3 separate regions of the Sus scrofa genome follow, and regions 2 and 3 are each linked to region 1. A link is a contact called in public HiChIP or PLAC-seq data. All regions are on one chromosome and are shown on one strand. Each heading gives the region's core, a stretch centred on a gene start, on an enhancer-like site or on the middle of the called end of the contact. The rest is flanking DNA. Distances are from core to core; before and after follow the strand shown. Region 1 holds the start of IGF2BP3 (insulin-like growth factor 2 mRNA-binding protein 3). Region 2 holds the start of GPNMB (glycoprotein (transmembrane) nmb). Region 3 holds the start of MALSU1 (mitochondrial assembly of ribosomal large subunit protein 1).

Region 1 (3,502 bases), core at 331-2,830:
GCCGCGCGGCCACGCGAAGCCCCCAGTGCTCGCCAAGGGCACCCCGCCACCCCCGGAGGCCGTGGCTCGAGGCCCCGCAGCCAGGCGCCGCAGTGTGGCTCGCTCCCTGGCGACCCTTGGCCACCGGTGCCCACCTGCCCCTCTCGCTCGTCGGACGCGGGAAGGTTCAGCAAAGAACCCGGGTCGCCCTCGCCCGCCTCCCGCAGGGTCGTAAGGAAGCTCAGCAGCGGGGTCAAGGCCACTCTGAGTTCTCTAGCTGCCGGAATCTGGGGCGGGAGAGGGGCAATGAATCCAACGCCATAAAAGAAGAGAGCAGAGAGGAAGCAAGGAACGAGAAGCAGGCGTTCGAGCTCGGCTCCCAAGGCCCGGCGTTACGGAGCCTGGAGCAAGCGCCTGGGCCCGGGCGGGGTGCGGGGCGAGTGCACCGCCCCCCCTCCCAGCCCGGCGCCGCACGGTCCCCTGCTCCCCTCGGAGCCCGCGCCCGGGCTTTCTTGACAGCGAGTCCGCCCTCAGCCCGCAAATCCCGGCGGGGGAGGGGAGCCCGGGGGCCGGGAAGGCGCAGAGGCTGGGGGAAGCGCCCGGACCCATGCGTGTGGGCTCCCGGGCCTCGTCCCCTCTCCGTACCCGCACCCACCCAAGCCTGGGCCCAGTGTGGACAACCCGGTGTTAGCCACCGGCCTGGCTCCCGGCCCCCGACCCCGGCAGGCCCGGGCGGGCGGCGCGGGGCTAGGCAGGCGCCCTGGCAGGGCCCGGCCGGGGCCCACCTGAAAACGCCTCGATGGCCTTGAGGGCCCAGCTCTCGTCCGGACAGTCCACGAACGCGTAGCCAGTCTTCACCAGGAACGGTCCCGACACTGGGATCTTGGCGTCCTTGAAGATACTTTCCAGGTCCGAGGGGACGGCGTTCTCGCTGAGGTTTCCAATATACAGTTTGTTCATTGTGAAAGAGTGGTTGTTTAAAAAAAATTAAGAGAGAAACGAAAAATTAAAACCACCCACAGAGACGGATGGATCCTGGGGGTTTTGTTCCCCTCCTCTTCTCGCCGTTAAAATACACGAACACAGTAAGAACCAAGAACAAGAACGAGGAGCGAAAAATCAGATCCGAGGGTTCCTGTTTTTCCTTTCCTAGGTATTAAAAAAAAAAAAAAAAAAAAAAAGAAGGAAAAAGCCTTGCTACAACCCAAACGCATCAACGAGTCTTCCTAACTCGGAGGAGGAGGCGGGATTAGCGAGGAAAAGGAGACGAAGAGGGGAGGGGGAAAATACTTTTTGTCTCTTCCTCCCCAGCCCCTCTGGCATCGGCCAGCGGACAGTGAAAATATCACACTACGTTAGGGCAGGCGCCGCCTCCCCATAAAAAACCCTGAAGGGTGACTGGCAGGAGAGGAGGGGAGAAAGGGGTGGAGGGAGGAAGACGCAGGAGGCGGAAAAAATCCGCTCCGAGTGTCCGGCTTTTTGAATGAGCCACGTGTTCAAACTACAAATCAACGTCTCACGTGAGGAATCCCAGCGCCTCAATTAGAGTGGGTTTCGGAGGAAAAAAAAAGAGCTACCAGGAGGAGGAAGAGGGGGAGGGGAAATGAGCTTGGGCGAGGGACCCTGAGAAGGGGGAGGAGGAAGAGGTGGGGGGGGAAATGCTAAAGGAGCCGCAGCCCGCGCGCGAAGGGGAGCGCGGCAGGGGGAGCTGATGGTTACTGCAGAGTTTAGAAAGGGTTATCTGGCTGGGGCGGATCCTGAGGCGGGGGAGGGGAAGAATATTGATTTATTTTTTGTTTTTTTAATGAGAGTGGGGGTGCTAACTAGGCAATTCCTCAGCTCTAGTTACTGGAGTTTTAAATATTCGATTTTTTTAAAACAGGTAATTAACAAAGCCAAAGAGTCACCATTCCGAACTCTCCTTGCGGCTTTGATGACAGAAGTGTAACCACGGCGAAGCCGCGAGCACCTTTCCAGGGCTGGCAGGGACGGAAACACAGCGAGGGGGTGGGGTGGGTGGGCGAGGAGAAGCGGACCGACACGCCCCACCCTATACACCGTTTACTGGGCCCGGCACCGGGGAAGTGGGGCGGCCCCGAGCCAGGGCAGTGGGGGATGGGAGCCCGCGGCGTCCTGGGCGGGTGTCTGGGCGACACCTCCTCCGCCTGAGCTCGCGGTGGCTCTCGGCTTCGCGTTTGCCATTGGTTGCACGATTCAGAAAAGGCTCCGGGATCAATGAGGCCGGGGGTGGGCTTGGCCACTGGTGGGGGAGGGGAGCTCAGGGGCTGGGGCTTCTGGTTTGGGGTTGGGGGTGTCCCGGGCTCGGAGGCCGGAGCAGAGAAGTGTGAGTGGGAAAAGGCGGTATTTAAACGGAAACTATTTCTTCCTGTAGTTTCCAGAGGAGGAGGAGGAGTGCGGTGGGCTGGTACTTTTATTTAAAGAATTTTAGTTGGAGAACTTGGGACTCTTAAAACAGAGAAGACCGCGCTGCGATTCCCCTAAGTGGTATTTGCACTTGAAAAATTCTTCGAGTCTCTTTCTGCCTATTTTCTGCCCGCATTTGGCCTTGAGAACCATTCATAATTTCCCCTGTAGGTTACGAGCACAATGGTGGGTGTATGGGGGGAGGGTCTGGGCCCGGTGGAGACTTCTGGGCCAACAAAATGAAGACTGGAGATGAGGAATACGGAAATGAGCGCTGGGGTACTTGTGGAAATCTCCAAGTGTCGTTTAAAGATTGTGTACTCCACTCTAAGGCTTCATTTACACCAGATACTTGTATATTTTTAACAGGTATTCCATAGAACAGACTGCTTATTTTTAAAAAGTGAATGAAATTCCATATAAGATGGAAATATGAACAAGAATCTCTAATGACTTAGTACTCTTACTATTAGAAAAATGCATTATGTAGGAGAAAATACTGTTTACAGTGAAATATCTTCAGTAATTATGACAATTGATAATAGTTCATTTATCTTGGTCAAACCCTTATACGGCATTTAAAAGTGTGTATTTTCCCATTTAAAGATGAGTGGCAGATTATGTTTGAAATATGTGGGAATTATTGCTTGAGAAAAAGAGCATTTACGTATTTTCTTTTAAAAGGAACTTAAAATTTTGTGTTAAGAAACCGGAAGGTGTTAGATCATCCATTTTAAATGCAACTGTTCTTTCTAACAGGTTTTTCTTTCCTGCCAAGCAAATCCAACTTTTTAAACGTAAACCCAGTTTCACAATATTTTCACTTACATTTAATTTAGTGCAATTCTTCCTTTATGAGATGGAGGGGACAAACGTCCTTGTGTAAAATGTTCAGAACTGTATTATGAGCTCTATCTTCAAAAAACATTTTAGTGGTGAAATTTAAATTTATGGTTAGGTTTAACTTTTAAGAAGAGCATAATTATTTTTATTTTTCATGTTTTTGAGAACCTTTGTTCTAAAAAATATTTTAAAATATTCTTTTTATTACTTCCCTGGTACTCAAAATGTAAATATCAAATTATGAATTTATTTTTCA
Region 2 (3,502 bases), core at 508-3,007, 230 kb before region 1:
AAACGGAACTATATAGGTTATTCATATTACATAAAACTAACAATCCCATTATTGACTTACTCGTCTATGTTTGAAAACGCTTTTGTTTTTGTTGTGCATGTGCTTCCTTTCCAGCTTTTTTCTCTTCATATTTGCTTCAAAGGCTGTAAAAGCAGCTCTAAAGAGCTTGCATGGCCTCAGGGTAGGGAGTTTCACAGACTATTTATTTCTACTCCTCATTAGCACAACTGAAACATAAACCATTACCCCAAATTTTATCCAGGGCTTCGTTTTTTGTTTTTTTTTGTTTGTTTGTTTGTTTTGTTTTGTTTTGTTTTTGCTTTTTTTGCTTTTTTAGTGCCGCAGCATATAGAGGTTCTCAGGCTAGGGGTCTAATCAGAGCTGTTGCTGCTGGCCTACGCCAAAGCTACAGCAATGCCAGATCTGAGCCATGTCTGCAACCTACAACACTGCTCATTGCAATGCGGGATTCTTAACCCACTGAGTGAGGCCAGGAATTGATCTGCAACCTTAAGGTTCCTAGCGGATTCATTTCTGCTGTGCCACACCGGGAACTCCAACCAGGGCTTCTATATAAGCTGAAAATGGTTATGTGGATGTGACTTAGAGAATGATCATGTGCAGTAAAGTGTTGAGGGTGTCACATTTTCTGCACATTCTGTAACCAGAAGCAATGTGATAAAAACTTATGTTCAAGCTCATTTTTATATTTAATGCCTGCTTTATGTAACATGAAATAAATAGGCTGTATGTTTAATGCAATTGACTCAGTGACAGATCATAAAGAAGTGTTTTGGGAGCAGGCATCAAAAAGGATTCAGGTTGGCGGAGTTCCCATGGTGGCACAGCAGAAACGAATCCAACTAGGAACCATGAGGTTGTGGGTTCAATCCCTGGCCTCACTCAGTGGGTTAAGGATCTGGCATTGCTGTGAGCTGTGGTGTAGGTCACAGACTCGGCTCGGATCCCCCGTTGCTGTAGCTGTGGTGTAGGATGGCAGCTGTAGCTCTGATTGCACCCCTAGGCTGGGAACCTCCATATGCTGAGAGTGCAACCCTAAAAAGCAAAAAAAAAAAGGGGGGGGTGATTCAGGTTGTGCCAAAAGTTACATGGAATTGCCCAGATATCCTAAAATGCACTTTGGAGTAAATTGCTAAACTACCAGAAGCTGTGCAGCTGTTTCAAACACCTTCTGGTACAACATATGTTTTTATCCGTATACATCATCCATAATTTCAAGTGATGTACGAGGTCTCTTCCCATCTTTGTGTCCTCTTGGGGGAAGGAAATGTGCAAGCATTAGCTACAACTAGGAAGAACAGATCATCTAAATTGTAGCAAAAGAAGCATAACTGTGACATCTCAACATGATCTGTGTGAGTGAATCAGTAAAGGAAATATATGCAGCAAGTTGATAAGCAATGAGACTGGTAATTGAAATTTGGGGAAGGATATCAAAACAGGGTCCAGAGGACAGAAAGTCCTTTAACTAGAAATAGGAAATCACAACACTGAAATGGTGTGCATTTGAAAAGTGAATAGATGCTAAGAGCGAATGAGTCAGAAGCACATGAGTTCTAAGTGGTTGAACTCCAGAGAGCAGATCAAGCAATGCTGTTTAATACCATCACATGATCTGCCCCGAGGCCCAGTATTTCATTAAAACAAGGAACAGGGCACAGCAGAAGCCAGGAGAGCACTGTTCTTAGTGGATGGAGCCAGAAGAGTTACAAGTTAAACCTTGATTTCCCGGGTCTGTGAAGATTCAGCATGGAATGTCTCTACTGTTTTCTGGGATTTCTGCTTCTGGCTGCAATATTGCCACTTGATGCCGCCAAACGTGAGTAACTCAATTTCTGTGTTTAATCCATTCTCTGGCTATTAGCTGAAGTCATGGGTTTGTCTGAAGTAACACTGAGCCAGAAGTTGGACTTGAGGAAGCATTTATGCTCACTTGTTTCTTCTCCTGGGAACCACTGGGGATGTTGAAACTCTGGCAAAATGGTTTCAGTTCCATTCTTTGCTCCAGTCTCTTGGAAGGAAAAGACATGCAATGCAGCCCCTCTCTGGTGGAGCTTTTTCCCATCAAAATTGCCACCCATTCTATTGGAGACTGTGGGGGGAATAGGGCTGTGAAGGACCCAGTCCCTGGCCTGAGAACACAGCAACTCGCTACCCACTAAAATTTGTCTGGTTTCTATCCAACAGGGTAGAGCCCTCAGATAAAAGGTCCCAAAGTCTGGAAACAGGCTTTCTAATAATCCCAATCCAGAAGCTGGTGCCCATCCTGCTGATACGTTTCACAGGCCTGTGGGGGTTTGCTGCTGCTGTAGTGAGATTATGAGAGAAGAGCTGAAGCCCTGGGTCTCTTTTCTAGTTAAGAGACTTTAACAGTGTTCATGCACAGGTCAATAAGATCAGAATCATCGGAGGTGGGGTCGGAGCATCCTTGCCTAAAAAGCCCCTCTTGGGAATTCCCACTGTGGCTCAGTGGAAACGAACCCGACTAGTATCCATGAGGATGTGGGTTAGATCTCTAGCCTCAGAACTCAGTGAATTGATCCAGCATTGCCACAGAGCTGCAGTGTAGTTTGCAGACACGGCTCATATCCCACGTTGCTGTGGCTGTGATGTAGGCCAGCAGCTGTGGCTCTGATTCGACCCCTAGCCTGGGAATCTCCATATGCCTCACCTGTGGCTCTTACAATGTCCTCTTGTGATTGGGATGGAAGCCAGAGTTGCTGAGCCACTGAGAGGCCCACCATGTGTAGTGGCCATGCCAGCTGCTTGGCTTATATCACTCTGTGGTCCCCACAACCACCTTTGTGGAGCAGATGGCCCTCACACACTATTCCACAGGTAAGGAAATGAGAAACCCAGTTCTAGTTTTTCACCTCCTGGGCCCAGCTCTGAGCTAATCCCCAACACACGTGCACACCTCCCTCTCACTGCTCCTACAGGGAGAGAAAAGCCTACCGCAGGTGGCCCTTGCAGAGCGCTGCTGGGTGGAGGAGTGAGAGAAGGAAGGGAGAGAGCCGCTTCTGGACCCCAAGCTTGGGCCGGTTCCCAGGGGCGAGAAAGAGGCCCGGGGTTGAGGGTGCGCTGGGGGCACCTGGAGCCCCGGGTAGTAGGGGGGCTGGGCTGAGGACCTAGGGTGTGTGGAGGGGAGGAGAGTGGCGGGAGGACAGTTCTTCAGCAGGTGCTTAGACCAGAAGCTGGGGCACCTTAGGCCCAGGGAGACTCTCACCCACGGTCTGCGGTGACTATCACAGGACAGGAAGGGGGCCCTCGACCTTGACCAGAGAGCCCACATGCAGACATACAGGGACTGCGCCGGTGGGACCGGAGAGCTGCTGCCTGGGATTTGGCACGTGTAGGGGTAACCGTGCCGCCAGAGGCCTGGCAACAGCCAAAGGAGGCTAGCACTGGCCCCTGTTCCAGATAAGGGGACATGGGCTGCAAGAGAGAGCAGGAAACTCGCTCCTGACAGTCCAGCGGTAAG
Region 3 (3,502 bases), core at 609-3,108, 180 kb before region 1:
ACAGCTGGCACAATGTTGGATCCTTAACCCACTGTGCAACAGTGAGAACTCCTATATTTATTATTTTATTTCATGTTTCAAGACAACTCTATAAGAAAACATTATAATTCCCATTTTACAGGTAGGAAGCTCTTAAAGTCTCAGGAAGATTAAGTAACTTTAATTGTACACTGCTAGTAAACAGAAGAGCTGGAAATAAATCTAAGTCTTTTCCCGTAGGTTCTCATCCTTTCAAACATGGTAAATGTGGTAAAGACATTTATGAACAAAGGGATGAAGTGTTTCTGAAGGACCACCCGAGAGAGTCAGGGGACATATCTTCATGTTTAAGGTAGGTCTTACAGAGTGAGTCTAAGTTTGTCAGGTGTAAAGATGGAAGAAGGGCATTCTAGAAAAAAATGAAGTGGAATATTATGTGCAAAGCTCAGCATAGAAAGGTTATGGTGTGTTTGGAAAACAGCAAAAAGCAGATAAGGCTAAAATAATTCTAGCTGTCAGCATGGAGGATAGAAAGAGTAAAGATGGATTGGTGACAATAGAGACAGGTGGGAGGCTATCTCAGCAATTAGCCAACCGCTACTGAGGGCTCAGACCAAGAAGGTTAGTGGGAATGAAGACAATAAGTTGGATTCAAAAAATATTTCAGAGGTAGCATAAGCAGCATTTGATGATGGAATAGTTGTTTCAGGGAAATTATGCAGTGAATTTGGGGGACAATGACCCATTAAACGAGACAGCAAATACAAGTGGTAAAGCAGGTTTGGGATGCTCAGATAAAAGAGTGGAAACACACCTAATGCAAATGCTGGGGGAAGCATGTTCATACCCATGCCTATGGGGAAATGGAAGTAAAGAGGATGAAACAACTTTCTAGCACTTTATTCTTCCTGTTTTCAAAAATAACTTGAGACAACTGTCAATATTTGTGGTGGTGCACACAGTTGCTTATATTAGTTTCTGTAGTTTTTAATTTTAAAAAGTAATGCTTGGAATTATTTCTTTAAAAGAAATAATGTATCAAGCCTCTGGAATACCCACTATGTGCTTGGAACTGTTCTAGGCATTTGAGATATTTGCCTTCTACTTGCCTCTTCCTTTCAGGAGTGATCCAGCTGGACTTTAGAAATAGGTGGTTCCATTTTGCCCCGAGGCCAGTGACTCTTCCTTCCTGGGTCTCTTTCACCTCTCAACTCCTATGATTCAATACTGTAAGGGCAACTCAGTATTCCTTATTCTCACCGAGGTGGGCCCCACAGTGCAGTTCATTGCCATAATTCCTTTCGGGGAGTGTACCTGAAGGGCTGACTTACTTAGAACGTTTTCCAAATGGTCTTTTACACCTCTGCCTCCTACCCAATCGTAGCCAAAAATAATTGATTTTCCTCATGGACTTTCAAATTTGCAAGGGAATCTCGGTAACATTTTTGGTAATGGGGTAATCCTAATTCCTTACTAACCAAGAGCAGCAATTTCTGTACTTTAAGCTTTACGCGCTGTGAGCGAACAGTTAAAAACAAAATAAAAATTTCTCCTTTCACGCAGTTTACATTCTAATGAACGGAGATGTCAAAAAAAACAACAAAAACAAACAATACAAGGACGACACAGTGCATCATTATTGTGCAGGGCAAAGTAAGGTGAGTAGTGAAATACGAGTCTCTTGACTCCTGAGAAACCGAATCTTAAGTAAATTCTTCCGGGTCTCTGACCTCCGCCCGCTTGGGTTTCATACTCCGCCCACTGCCCCACCTTCTGGCACTGGCCACACCCACGCTCATGACGTCTATTTTCCCGGCCCTGGCTCACTGACCTGGCCAATCGAAAGCCACAGACCCGCTAGAGCCCCCTTAAGCCCCGCCTGGTGAGTCGACGCACTTTGACGGCGATGTGGCCCGGCGGCAGCTTGGCGCGGCGGGTCGGGTCGCTTCTCTGGCGCCGGGCCCTTTACCCTGGAGCCTGGCCTGCGGTTAGCGTGGGGCCCCGGTTTCAGCAGCTGGCGGTGGGACAGCTTCCGGCGAGACCAGCGCTCGGCCATGCCTGCTCGGCCCCTGGCCGCAAGCGTGGCCTGCACGGGGTGCCGGGCCTGGAGGAGCGAATCCAGGGGACAGCCGGCGAGGGGCGCCCGGAGTCAGGCCCTGCAGGTACGGGCTAGGAGGAGGGAGCCGTGTTCCAGGCGAGGAGGCTCTGGTTTCCCTCTTTATGCGTTTCTTTTGGGTCACAAAACTACAGAGCAGAGCTGGAAGGGACTACAAAGGTTGTCGGCGCCACCTTTGCATTTTGCAGTGAGGCCAAGAGGTGAACTGAAGTCTCGCAAACCCCAGGCGCCCCCGGACCCTTGGCCACACAACGTAGCTGTTCTCATCCCCCTTTACATCCTTCCTAGGGTTCTGAGAAATGGACTTGTCGAGAGTATTGGGGCGTGAGGATTTTTAGGAAGAGCTAGGGGCTAGAGGCTGAGGGGTGCGTAAGAAGCGCTAAGATGGAGCTAATTTAAGATCCTGTAATTATTAGAAGTTTTTAGAAACTTGAGAGATGGTAAACGTATCACATCTGTGAAAGACCAGAGTATGAGAGGGAGAGATCTTGGTGGACTTAGCCCCTAGGTCTTTGGGAGTCAGCTTTAGAATTTAAGAGAGCTATAAATCCACAGGCTCTAATTCTCCAAGGTGAAAAACAGAATATCTAAATCTCTACAGAAAAAGAAAAAAAAAAAAAAAAAAGGTTTTCACCGTATCAGTTGTTACATAACCCAAATGGCATTGTAAGAAAAACTTAAGAGTTGAAAATGAGAATTGTTCTTAAAATTTTAACTCTCTGATCATTGATGGATTTGGGGCCACAAACGTACTCTGCTAGGTCTCAGTTTCTCTCTCAAATGAAGGTTATGGACCAGATACTACTACCTAAGAGCCCTTCCTGTTCACAGTTCTAGTTCTGTGACCCTTTATGGCTGAGATTCAATTTAAGATGCCCCAAGATACTACCACCTCCCCAAATTGTGCTCCTGTTTTTCTCTCTTTGTATAGCAGTTCTCTGCTTGAACTGTATACCTCATTTCATCAAGCACTAGAACGGAAAGCTGTTGTTGCTAATAGTTCTATTTGCATGTGCTAATAGGAAAGGATGTGTGGTGGCTGTCTGACCTGAGCACCCTTCCCATGAAAGTTGAGGGGTATTACAGGAGACCATAGCCCAGGTTCAGCTTCTAGGAGGCCTGGACCCTGCTGTTTTTCAAAACATATAAGACCCAGACATCCTCAAAGAGGAGCAGTTTCCCTGTGAGCTGCCTGCACCTCTGGATGCATTTAGTTTCTGTCTTGGCCACCTGACACAAGCAAATCTTTGTGCATTTCAGATCATACTGGTCCCAAGTTTGACATCGATATGCTGGTTTCACTTCTGAGGCAAGAAAATGCAAGAGACATTTGTGTGATCAAGGTTCCTCCAGAAATGAAATATACTGATTACTTTGTGATCTGTAGCGGAACTTCCACTCGGCACT

Evidence for each region. HiChIP or PLAC-seq counts read pairs in DNA pulled down with a chosen protein or histone mark.
Region 2: a contact with region 1 is called in an H3K27ac HiChIP or PLAC-seq map of alveolar macrophages. The contact joins the promoter of GPNMB here to the promoter of IGF2BP3 in region 1. A contact is called at or near these places in 1 of 5 promoter capture datasets (fetal liver) and 1 of 2 datasets of contacts at active chromatin or transcription factors (alveolar macrophages).
Region 3: a contact with region 1 is called in an H3K27ac HiChIP or PLAC-seq map of alveolar macrophages. The contact joins the promoter of MALSU1 here to the promoter of IGF2BP3 in region 1. A contact is called at or near these places in 5 of 47 Hi-C or Micro-C datasets (embryonic fibroblasts, fetal heart ventricle, psoas muscle and 1 more) and 2 of 2 datasets of contacts at active chromatin or transcription factors (alveolar macrophages and skeletal muscle).

What each region holds. Positions count from the first base shown.
Region 1 is chr9:92,270,684-92,274,185 of Sscrofa11.1, forward strand. It overlaps IGF2BP3 (insulin-like growth factor 2 mRNA-binding protein 3), which reads right to left and starts at 1,581. Exons shown (of 14, transcript XR_002335867.1): 1 at 765-1,581.
Region 2 is chr9:92,036,044-92,039,545 of Sscrofa11.1, forward strand. It overlaps GPNMB (glycoprotein (transmembrane) nmb), which reads left to right and starts at 1,758. Exons shown (of 11, transcript NM_001098584.1): 1 at 1,758-1,840. The coding sequence starts at 1,771.
Region 3 is chr9:92,086,551-92,090,052 of Sscrofa11.1, forward strand. It overlaps MALSU1 (mitochondrial assembly of ribosomal large subunit protein 1), which reads left to right and starts at 1,859. Exons shown (of 4, transcript XM_021063453.1): 1 at 1,859-2,141; 2 at 3,356-3,502. The coding sequence starts at 1,886.